2 separate regions of the Sus scrofa genome follow, and region 2 is linked to region 1. Evidence: chromatin contacts called from public Hi-C data. All regions are on one chromosome and are shown on one strand. Each heading gives the region's core, a stretch centred on a gene start, on an enhancer-like site or on the middle of the called end of the contact. The rest is flanking DNA. Distances are from core to core; before and after follow the strand shown. Region 1 holds the start of FAM213A (family with sequence similarity 213 member A). Region 2 holds the start of SH2D4B (SH2 domain-containing protein 4B).

Region 1 (5,576 bases), core at 1,675-4,174:
ATCTTGATTTGACTTTTATTTATCCACTGAAATGAGACAGTGAAGTCAAGCACCCATTTTTTTATTTTCTTGTTGATGTTAGCTGCTTCCAGAACTGTTCCTACTGAGCCTAGACACACTGTAAGACCATCGGCTTAAAAACTCGCATTATGCTGCTGGCCTGGATCAGTAATGACTGCAGACAAAGCTAGCTGAATCTAGAGGTGGCTGCGCCACTGAAAGAATGGACGTCTTTAACCAAGTTTGCCTCCTGTTCACAATGTTTGCTGCCTGCCCCAGGGGATTTGTGAGGGACAGACCTCGAGAGGGTAACATAGCTAAATTATCTAAGTTGTTACAGAGCTCCTAGTTAACCTTAATTTCTACCCCCTTAAATTCAAAATCTAAGTTATTCCCTGGATTTGCAACATCAAAAATACTTTTCTCTTTAAAACTTGGCAGACTGGTGGGTTTATTTTTGTTTCTAATCCTTGAGTTTTGCAAGTTTTCCTGTGCCTACTTGCCTGTAACTTATTCTTCAGCCTGTGCCTTCTCAAATTGAGACTGCGAGGAGTGTGTTAATTAGCTATCAGATCTAGCCTGGCTTTTGAAGTCCAGAGCTTTGGAATGCTACAAAAGTGTAAATATAATCATGGCTTTTTGCATTTGGTAATTACACCACAGTGGAAACTTCAGGGACCTCCCACCCCAGGATTCTGCTACTCATGACCCCTGAATGGTTCTGTCATTAATATTCAGTCTCTGGGGACCCATACCCAAGGGAAATGGCTTCCTGTTCCATTCTAAGTGGCCTTTCCTGCACCCTTTCTCCCTGTTGACCAAATATCCTATTTCAGGACAGTCAGAATAAGTTCTCTCCCCCTCCCCCCTTCACAGGGTAAGGTATTAAGCAGGACAGATAAAGGCCCTCTGGTGGTAAACTGTCCTCTTGTGACTACACCAACACTGTATCAAATTCTGCCAAATGTTTCAGGCCTTCAAATCAAATACCTACTCCTGCCAGAAGGCTGCATGATTGCTCTCACCTCCAATCTAGAAACACCCTCTCTTTCACAACACTTCCCAAGTACACCTCCGAGCTGGCCTTGGAACAGGCTCTGGGGTTGAAAATAAGCAGGACCCCGGAGTTCCTGTTTTGGCTGAGTGGGTTACAAACCCAACTAGTATCCGTGAGGAGGCGGGTTCGATCCCTGGCCTCACTCTGTGTGTTAAGGATCTGGCGTTGCTGTGGCTGTAGTGTAGGCCAGCTGCTGCGGCTCCAATTTGACCCCTGGCCTGGGAACTTCCATATGCCGTGAGTGCAGCCATAAAAAGACCAAAAAAAAAGCAAATGAGCAGGACTCTATGGGGCTCCCAGGCAAGAATAGGCCTCAGTTCAAACAGTTACTAGTCAGGGAAGGGAGAGGATTCAAAGACCAGTCCAGAAACAACAGTGCAGCCTTAGGGCAGGGTCCTGGCAAGGAATATGCATAACACTATCTTTGAGTTCTTCTGCAGAACTAAAACCCCCAACAAATGAAAGATGTTAACTACTTGATGAAGCATTCTATAGTCCAAAAAGGAGGAGGACTACCAGAATCAGTTCCAGGGCCACTAAACACCAGCTGTGAAGAATACAAGCTTGCATCTCCTCTGATCCTTATCTGTGGCCCTATTTTCCACTCCCAAACTTTAAGACCCCTTCCTATTCACTCCCAAAGGAGGACACATTCTTTAGGGTATTAGACTGCTGTGGCCTCCTTTGCCTGGCAAAGCAATAAAGCAATTTTTTTCTCCTTCACCCAAAATTCTTGTCTCTGAATTTCTGTTTAGCACTTGTGGGCATAGGCAGAGTTTCTGCACCAGGGTCCCAGAGATGAAGCAAAGGAACTTAGAAGCTGGTTAGGGACTGATGAATCTCTTTGGGGTTTTTTTGTTTTGTTTTTGGTGGAGCCTGTGGCATGTGGGAATTCCCAGGCCAGGGATTGAACCCTCACCACAGCAGGGATCCCAGCCACTGTGACATGGGATCCTTAACCAGCTGTGTCACAACGGAACTCCAAGTAGTGATCTCTTGAATGGATTCTATTGACCCATAAATTTACAAGCAATCGGGAATCTGCATGGGAGGTCAGAAGGGTGAATCAAGAAAGCTTTTGGACTTTTTACACCAGTAGGCAGTTGCCAGGTGAACTCAGGGGAGCCAACTGCAGGCAGAGAGCCACCTCTGATCAGTGGGTGTCTCAGCCTAACTTTGCTATTTCATTGTACACTGCCTGTGACTGATCAGTTGAACCAGCGATACTGTGAATCATTCCTCCTGTCTCCGAAAAGGTGTTCTTTCAACCGCCTGCGTTTACAAAACAGTGTGGACACTCAACATACCACGAGTAAATATGTAGATGAACAATGTGGGTCAAACTAGACCTTGACTTCTCAATCTGTGAAATCAGGCAACATTCCAGGAACCAGTGGTCCAGCCGCCACTCACCATCCTCTGCCAAAGAGCCAGCATTTTGCGGGTGAAAGAGGTTGCGGGATGCTGTCAGATGCTGGCAAAATTCTGAATTTGTTCCTAAAGATTTAAGGGACACTCACCGGAATGCGTCGGTCCTAAAGACTCCCCCTCCCCATGCCAAAAAACAGAACAAGCTGTCCAAAAATAACTGCTCAAAAACTCGCTGAGGACTAAATGGGGATTGTCCTCAGCTACAGGACTTCCAGATCCAAGTAGAGCCTCCTTTTGCTCCAGAAGGCGCTCCTAGTGATAGGAGTCTAGGGTCACCACTCCCGAAGGACTGAACGGAGCTAGAGCTTTGAGAAAGAGCACAGTGCTGCAGAGTGTCGGACGCGCGCTGGCAGCCGGCGACAGCTCCACAGTGGCGCTGGCACGGAGCCACTGAGGGGCGGGGCTGATCACGTGAGGGAGGCGCGCGGGGCGGCGCAGGCGCGATCCTGCGCAGGCGCGGGGGCCACCCCTGGGACCCCTGGGCCTGGGGAAGGTTTGGTCCGCCACCCCCCACGGCGTCCTGTGTTGCGAGAGGAGGCGGGAGGGACGGAAACTCCAGCGGTACGTAAGGCGCTCAGGACTCTGCGAGGCACGTGACGTCCGCGAAGGCAGGTGAGGAAACTGAGGCAGGGCGGGGCGATCGAGATTGATGGGCGCGCGTGGGTGGGCTGGACACCTGGCAGGTTAGGTCCGCCCTTCGGGAGGCGCACCTGCAGGGCCGGATCCAGGACCCTATTTGCCTCTGTGAGTGACGTCCCTCTCTCCCCAGCGCTCTGCGCTCCTTGGGAAAACCCCGTGTTTGCGGTCAGAAGACCGGGAGCCGGGAGCCGGCACTGATCGTCTAGCCAAGAACGCCCCCTCTTTCCAACCCCCAGCGGCCCCGGGGTTTGAGAGAGGCTGATGGCAACGACCCGTCTGGGTAGTTTGGTCAAAGAACCGAGAAAGGGACTCTGCCCTGGCGCGTCCGTCTTGCGGGGCCGAACCTGGGATGGGCCTGGGGGGCTGCCTGGGGGTGGCCAACTGTACAGCCGGCGATGTGCAGGTGGAGACCGAGAGCTAGGTCATCCTGGGCCCTGTGCTTGCATAGGGTCCTGTATTTTATGGGGCCGCGATTTCCTGCTTTTTTAATAGTCTCAGAGGCACCTGTTTTGCCTCTTTCCCCCAAAGGTTCAAACCCCTGACAACTTTGAAAAGAGCCCAACTGTAAAACATTGTGCTGAAGTCTGGGAATGAAAAGTCGAACAAGGCATCGGTGATTGGTCTGGACAGTCTCTCCTCAAGGTTGTTGCGGGGATCAGAGCTGAAGAAGATGGTTAAGGACCAGGCTGGCAGGGGTTGTGGGGAGGGGCAGAAGCCGAGCTGGGTTTCAGTCCCAGCTGACTTTGGGTCTCTTTTCCTTACCACACCAGGCTTTTCTAGCCCAACTAAACTAGCTCTCAATCTAGTTTTTTTTTTTTTTTTTTTTCTTTGTGCTTGGCAGATGACTAAAAACAGAAAATACTTACTTCAGATTTATTTGGGAAAGCATTATCCACGAGCCAGCCTGTATAGTCTCTGATATTCTCGCTTCAGTCCTGTTCTGGAGACTGAGAATTGGGATCCAGAAACCTAGACTCCTTGGAACATACCCAGTCATCAGAAACCCATCATTTCGTGTACAAACAACATTTTAGGGGCAATCATTGACTAATCTAGAAGTGAGCAAGAATTATACCTCACATTATGTCACTCTTTGTAAGGTAGCTTACGAAGCACCACCTATACATTTAATCCTTTGATTCCTATAACTCTGTAGAAGATTATGTTTTGTAATTTGGGAAGCATTCCTGTTTTACTAATGCAGAAACACTTGCCTTGTTCAGATTCTTAACAGCTTGTAGGAATTTGCATTAGGTTTGAGTTAATTTTGGTGTGGCCCTTTCATATTGCCCTTTTTTTATAAGGGCATGACATTAAGTTGAGGTTTTTTGCATGGTTCCTGAGGGGTAAGAAGACATTTCTTATTTTGTCTTATATGCTTCTGTCATTTTAATGGTGCTTGGAAAGTTTGGTGAGGACTGGAATTCTGGCGCTCGATGCCCCAAGCTCTGTCAGTATCCCAGAAATAAGGCAGCTCTCCTGCCAGCTGAGTACTTGCCTTTTTGTGAAATTTTGAGCAGAGAGACTCCAAATCTCCCTCTGCTGAGGTGTATGTGGCAAGAGTTGTCTTGGAGGCACTGTGAGGGAACCAGCTTCACCCCTGAGCTCAGTGACCTCTGGCACAGGGGGATTACAACTGGGCAGGGCCCTTTGCCTTTCCTGGTGCTGGCAGGCTGCTGAAGGGCAGCATGGAGTATGCCTTGTGGGGTAGGCAGTTAGGCCAGAGGAGCCTGAGAGAAACCAGGGTTCCCTCCAGACCCAGGACTTCCAGCCAGGAGGTGGGCCTGCAGTGACACAGTTGGAGAAGTTATTCAGTGTTTCGTTTCTGTTTTGCTTCAGATGTCCTGCTGTCATAAGAGAATGAGTGAATCTGAGCCCTGCAAAGAAGAGAAGGATACATTGCTGCCTTACGATTCTGTAGTGCTTTATTGTGTTCCACATTGTTCTTCTAGTGTATTCTTTCTGACAGCCCTTCAAAGTGCCATTATTATTATTATTATTATTATTATTATTGTTATTATTTTGGCTGAACCCATGGCATGTGAAAGTTCCAGGTCAGGGATCAGACCCATGCCACAGCAGTAACAATGCCAGATCCCGTAACTTGCTGAGCCACCAGGGAACTCCTAAAATGCCCTTATTTTTAAGAAGACAATGAGGTTCAGAGGGATGAGGTGACCTCTCAGAATCAAAGAGTGAGAACCCAGGATTTTTGTCCTGAAGCCCAGTGTCTTTTGTGATTTGCCTTTGCCTTCCCATCCTCTCTCGTATAACTTGGTAGAGCAGATATTCTGAGGCCAGACAAGAGGCTATGCAAACAAGGGGCAGAATGGCCAAGTATTTGGGAAGGGGTCTGTAGCCTCGGGTAAACTGATCAGAGAAAGGACCTCTCCTGGCCCTCACATTCCTCACATTTGGCAATGTCTCAAAGTTTCCCAGTAGCTGGTTA
Region 2 (5,211 bases), core at 2,188-4,687, 130 kb after region 1:
ACTCATGAAACTGTTGGCAAAATACTTCAGCTCCTGGACATGTGTATTTCATGACATGGTCTCTCCAGAGTAAAAAGAGAGAGAGGGAAAGAGAGAGGGAGAAAGGGAGGGGGAAGCAGACATGTCTTTACTAAACTGATCTCCAAAGTGACACATCATCGCTTTTGGCGTATCCTATTGATCACACAGACTAACCCTGACATGTGTGAGAGAGGCCACACAAGGTCATGAATACCAGGAGGCAGAGATGTTTGGGAACCACCTTAGAGGCTAACACAGAGGTGGACTGAACACATTACAATATTAGGTCTTTCTTTTTGTTTTCTTTTTCTTAGGGCTGCATCTGCAGTATATGGAATTTCCCAGGCTAGGGGCTGAATCGGAGTTATAGCTGCTAGCCTATACCACAGCCACAGTAACACGGGATCTGAGCCTCATCTTCGACCTACACTACAGCTCGCAGCGATGCTGGATCCCCAACCCACTGAGCAAGGCCAGGGATTGAACCCACATCCTTATGGATACTAGTCAGATTCGTTTCTGCTGTGCCATAATGGGAACTCCATATTCGGTCTTTCTGATGGTGAAGGTGGTGTGACCCTGTACCAACTTAAATCCTAGGTTTGTGCTCAGTGAGGATTTTTCACTTTTCTTCATATAGGTCCCTGCAGTGTTTGTTAAATTTATTTCTAGTGTTTCCTGTCTGGTTTCCATTGTGAACAGGATCTCTTTCACAGCGTATTTGCTAAGTAGTTGTTGCTCATACAGGGACACTATTGATTTTTATGGCCATGATTTTTCAGTGGAGCTTAACTGGTGACAAAGCAGAAATACCCCTGGCCTTGCATTGAGCCCTTGGATCACAAAACTGAGACCAAGTAAGATCCTAAATGTGCTCTTGGGACCAACTTCCCCAAGTGCTTATGTACCAGAGAGATGGGGGCAATGTAGGAGGGCCTTCCTGCCGCCCATTGTTATGTGTTGGCTGTGCTCTGGGCTGCCCGAAGCCAAGAGGATGGGGTTCTCTGGCCAACACTTGACCCTACCTTTGAGGGAGCCTTGTGGTCAGGGCATGAAAGGACAGCCAGAGCAGGTGGCTGGTTGCTGGGCCAGTCTACCTAATGCCCCACAGCCTTAACCCATCTGCCCAGGGCTTCCAGGTGCAGGGCTCCAGCAACCTTTCTCCAGAGTCCTGTTCTGGATGCCTCCCAGCATCTACACAACCTCTAATCAGTTCCAGTAAGAATGATCCTTCATCTGTACCCTTTTCCAGTAGCTATTTATCTAGCATCTGGTGCCTGCCAAGCAGTATTCTTGGCACTGAGGACATCAGTGAAGCACCTGCCCTTGTGGTGCTTGTCATCTCATAGGGAGAGACAGACAAAAGCACACAAATTGTGAAATGGTATTTTACAAAGTAAGTAATACAGGAAGAAACAGAGCAGAATGGAGGGGGGTGGATAAGGAATATAGAAGAGTAAAAAGTCTGAGCGAAGACTTGAAGGAGGTGAGTTAACTACCTGGGAATAGACAGTATAAGGGAGAGAACAAGAATGGGAGTGGAGTTAAGACTCCATTACAGTGGGTTAAGAATCCAATTGCAGGAGTTCCCGCCATGGGTCTATGGTTAACAAATCCGACTAGGAACCATGAGGTTGCCGGTTCGATCCTTGGCCTCGATTAGTGGGTTAAGCATCTGCCGTGAGCTGTGGTGTAGGTCGAAAACACAGCTTGGATCAGATGTGGCTGTGGCTGAGGTGTAGGCCAGCAACTGTAGCTCTGATTGGACCCCTCACCTGGTAACCTCCATATGCTGCGGATGTGGCCCAAGAAAAGACAAAAAAAAAAAAGAAAAGAAAAGAATCCGAATGCAGTGGCTTGGGTTGCTTTGGCAGTGCAGGTTCTATCCCTGGCCCAGTGCAGTAGATTAAAGGATTTGGCATTGCTGTACTTGTGGCCCAGGTTCAATCTCTGGTCCAGGCTGTGGGTATGGCCATTTAAAAAAAAAAAAGAAAAGAAAAAGAAAAAAGAAAGAGAGTGGTGGTGCCAGGGGCTATCTGAAGGAGTGGGAGGGAGGCAGATTACTGTGGGCCTTGGGCTTTGAGTAAAATGGGAGCCACTACAGGGTTTTCAGCAGAGGAATTACATGATTTAAGTTTTAAAACAATTTTAGAGGAAGCAGATAATTGATAGAAGGCTCTGGGATCAAGAAATGTCCCCCAGTTCTGCCCTCTTGGTCCCCACTGGCAATGCCGGTACAGTCCTTATCACCTCTCTCCTAGATTTTGGCCAAAGTCTGCTGGCTTGTCCCTCAACCTCCTGTTCTCTGTCTCTGAGAAATGCCTCCAAGCCCTTCTCCAGTTTAGTAACCTCTGGCCACAAGAATGGTTTATCCCTGCCAAAATTCTAGCCTTCCTGACTAGGGAGGTCTGGCCTTTTAAAATTTATTTCTTTTTAGGGCAGCACTTGTGACACATGGAAGTTCTCAGGCTAGGGGGTGAATTGGAGCTGCAGCTGCTGGCCTATGCCAAGGGAGGCCTGGCTTTGTCTGCATGTCCCTCTCTGGGGGCAGGTGTCAGTGTGGACAAGGCGGTGCATGTGGGTCCTGGCTTCACCAGCACTGACTTCCAGAAGCCAATTTTTGGGGGTCACATTTCAGAGCTTCTGAAATACATTTAATTTCTGTCATATGAATTATATATATCTTACCCATTGTAGAAGCAATACAGAATTGTCTAAAGTGGGCTCCCTCCCTCTTCCAAGAAGAAAGCAACAAACCATGTGTTTGTTTTCCACATTATGTTTTCCTTTGTCTATACAAAAATAATCCAACATAGAATTTAAAGAACGGATTACACTGTGCCCAAAATTCTGCATGTCACCTCTTCATTTTTCTGCCATGGACATTTTCCCTGGTCAAGAAGACAGATGGACTCCATATTCTCTGCGACATGCGTTACTGTTCCTCACCGTGTGCCCCTCCCCGGCAGGGACATTCAGGTGGTTTCCAGTCACTTGCGTAATAACATCGCCAGCACATACCTCTGCCCCCAGAAGGAACTGTGTTAGCATGCAAAGTTAAACATAGCACATAGGCTAATGTGAAAAATGAAAGCAAAATAAAACCAGTTGGATGGTGGCAGAAAACCATGTCCGAAAACACCGCCAGCTTACTCGCCTCATCTGCAGTAGCCAAGCGCTGCCTTAACCGGAACCTCTGCGGGCTCCTTTTCTCTGCGTGCCCCTGCCCCGGGGTCAGGGCCCTGGAGGGCCGTCGTGTCCCCGCCGCATGGCCTCGGGGGAGGGAACGGGTCCTCCTGCACCCGATCTCCGCGAGTCCAGGCTCGCGTGGCTACTGCGCGGCTCCCTGAGCCCTGATCGCCCACTTGCAGGAGTTCCGCCTACCATTGGCCGCCAGGGGGCGCCCCATGCCAGGCTGAGTGACCTCCTCTGTCCCAGGAGAGAGAAGGCCCCGCAGACGCCAGGCCAGAGGTGGCGCCGGGCGGGGCGGGGCAGCTCCCAGAAGCGCCAGCCCGAGCGCTTCTTCCCGGAAATTGGATTCCGCCCGCGCGCCGGCTACGCTCGGCGTTCAGCCTCTCTGCCCCCCTGACCTGGGATTGCCCAGGAGCTCTCCGCCCGCCGCGGCACAAACCCGGGCGTTAGTGGAGTCGTTCCCATCCGGCCGCCACCCGCCCTCTCTGGATGACACCATCACTGCTCAACCAGAGGACTCGTCTTCACTGCCTATCCCCGCGGCTCCGTATTGTGCTCTCTCCGCCCTCTTTTTGTTGCATCTGTGGAACTCAAAGGGAGAAGCTGCCAGCGGGAGGCTAGAACCCTTCGTGCCTTCCCCTCCTTGTCTCCTCTCTGGACGCTGAGCTCCCACCTAGTATCAGGGCCAGAAAGATAGCCCTTCCCGGAGGGAGGGCAGGAGGAGGTTCCCACAGTCCGGGTCAAGGAAACTGAGGGAACCAGGATGCTGAGTGGCGGGAGTTGCTGAAAGGTCTGGGGTGGGGAGGAGAGAGAAGAGGGCAGGTGGGGGTCTCTGCGTGGAGGCTCTAAGGTCTGGGTCACATGGGGACAAGCCAGTCAGACCTGGGGGAGGGACAGCCTGGTCCTCCGCACTGCTTTTTGACCCCATGGGCTTAAAGGTCACTGGACCCGCTTAATCCTTACTGTCTTGCGTCAACCTTGAAGAGGGAGAAGGGGGCCATTCACACCTTGGTTCCATCACTCCTGGGTGCTTGATCCACCTTTAGTCCTTGTGGGGAGGGAAGGGGACATGAAGGTCACCAGCCCAGCCAGGCCACAGTTTGTTTCTTTTCTCCTGGTATGGCTACAAGCCATCAAAAGAGTCATAATATTTGAAAATTGGATGGAGTTGCAGGGTGGCAGTGGACCGGGTATCCATTAGCAAGTCACTTACCTTCTCTGAACCCCAGTTTCCTTGTCTGAGCAGGAGGGCAGCTGGGAGTAGCTCTGAGCACCTGTTAGAGCAGGCTTTGGGTCTCAGCATGAGTAGCACCTACCCATCCACATGGCCAAAGAGATGTGGGTTCCTTCCGAGCAGAAAGCACCACCCCACTCTGTCCAGGGTGCTTCACGTTCAGGGCATGGAGGGGACAGAGTAGACACACTTGCCTTTGTTGTTTGAGGTGCTCTCCGGATACTTCTGATAACCAAGACTGACCCCAAATGGAGGGTTCATCTGCCAGCGCAGCTTTAGAACCTCATCATAGGGAAGAGGGAGAGGATGCCTGCTTCCTTCGTGTCCTTGAATTTCATGATCAAGCCCCTTTACTGTCCCTACTGATTCCATTTTGTTTTCTTCCTTGGCTATAACACAGAGAGCAGGAAAGCTCTTTTCTCCTCCAAGGCAAGTATAGAAGCATTACTGCAATAGCCCAAGGTCCTGGAAAAGAGGAAGTTTGGCAATGATGGAGCAGGTAGAGTGTGAGGCCAAGCAGCTTGGAAGCTCCTGGCTGTTTGACGTTGGCTCACAAGGGGTGGAATTAATAAGCAAAGCTGCCTCCTCCTCCTCTTACCTGCAGAGGAGAGATCAGTTCCCAGTTGGCCGGGGCAGTGTCATCGATACAGCTGGTGTCATCGTTACCTTCCACTAACAGATCACTTGACACCTGCCGGGCAAGGCTGAACCTGGGCATTGCCTTGTGGAGCTGGAGGCTTTGGCCCTCCCATTGTCCCAGAGCC

Evidence for each region. Hi-C and Micro-C count contacts between places; a contact is called where the count stands out from the background.
Region 2: a contact with region 1 is called in a Hi-C map of liver, with 2.3 times the contacts expected there. The contact joins the promoter of SH2D4B here to the promoter of FAM213A in region 1. A contact is called at or near these places in 2 of 5 promoter capture datasets (fetal skeletal muscle and skeletal muscle) and 3 of 47 Hi-C or Micro-C datasets (heart right ventricle, liver and undifferentiated spermatogonia).

Annotation. Positions count from the first base shown.
Region 1 is chr14:82,246,554-82,252,129 of Sscrofa11.1, forward strand. FAM213A (family with sequence similarity 213 member A) reads left to right here and starts at 2,925. Exons shown (of 6, transcript NM_001244375.1): 1 at 2,925-3,100. LOC106506062 (a long non-coding RNA gene) reads right to left here and starts at 2,796. Exons shown (of 3, transcript XR_001301043.2): 1 at 2,578-2,796.
Region 2 is chr14:82,374,617-82,379,827 of Sscrofa11.1, forward strand. It overlaps SH2D4B (SH2 domain-containing protein 4B), which reads left to right and starts at 3,438. Exons shown (of 8, transcript XM_005671149.3): 1 at 3,438-5,211.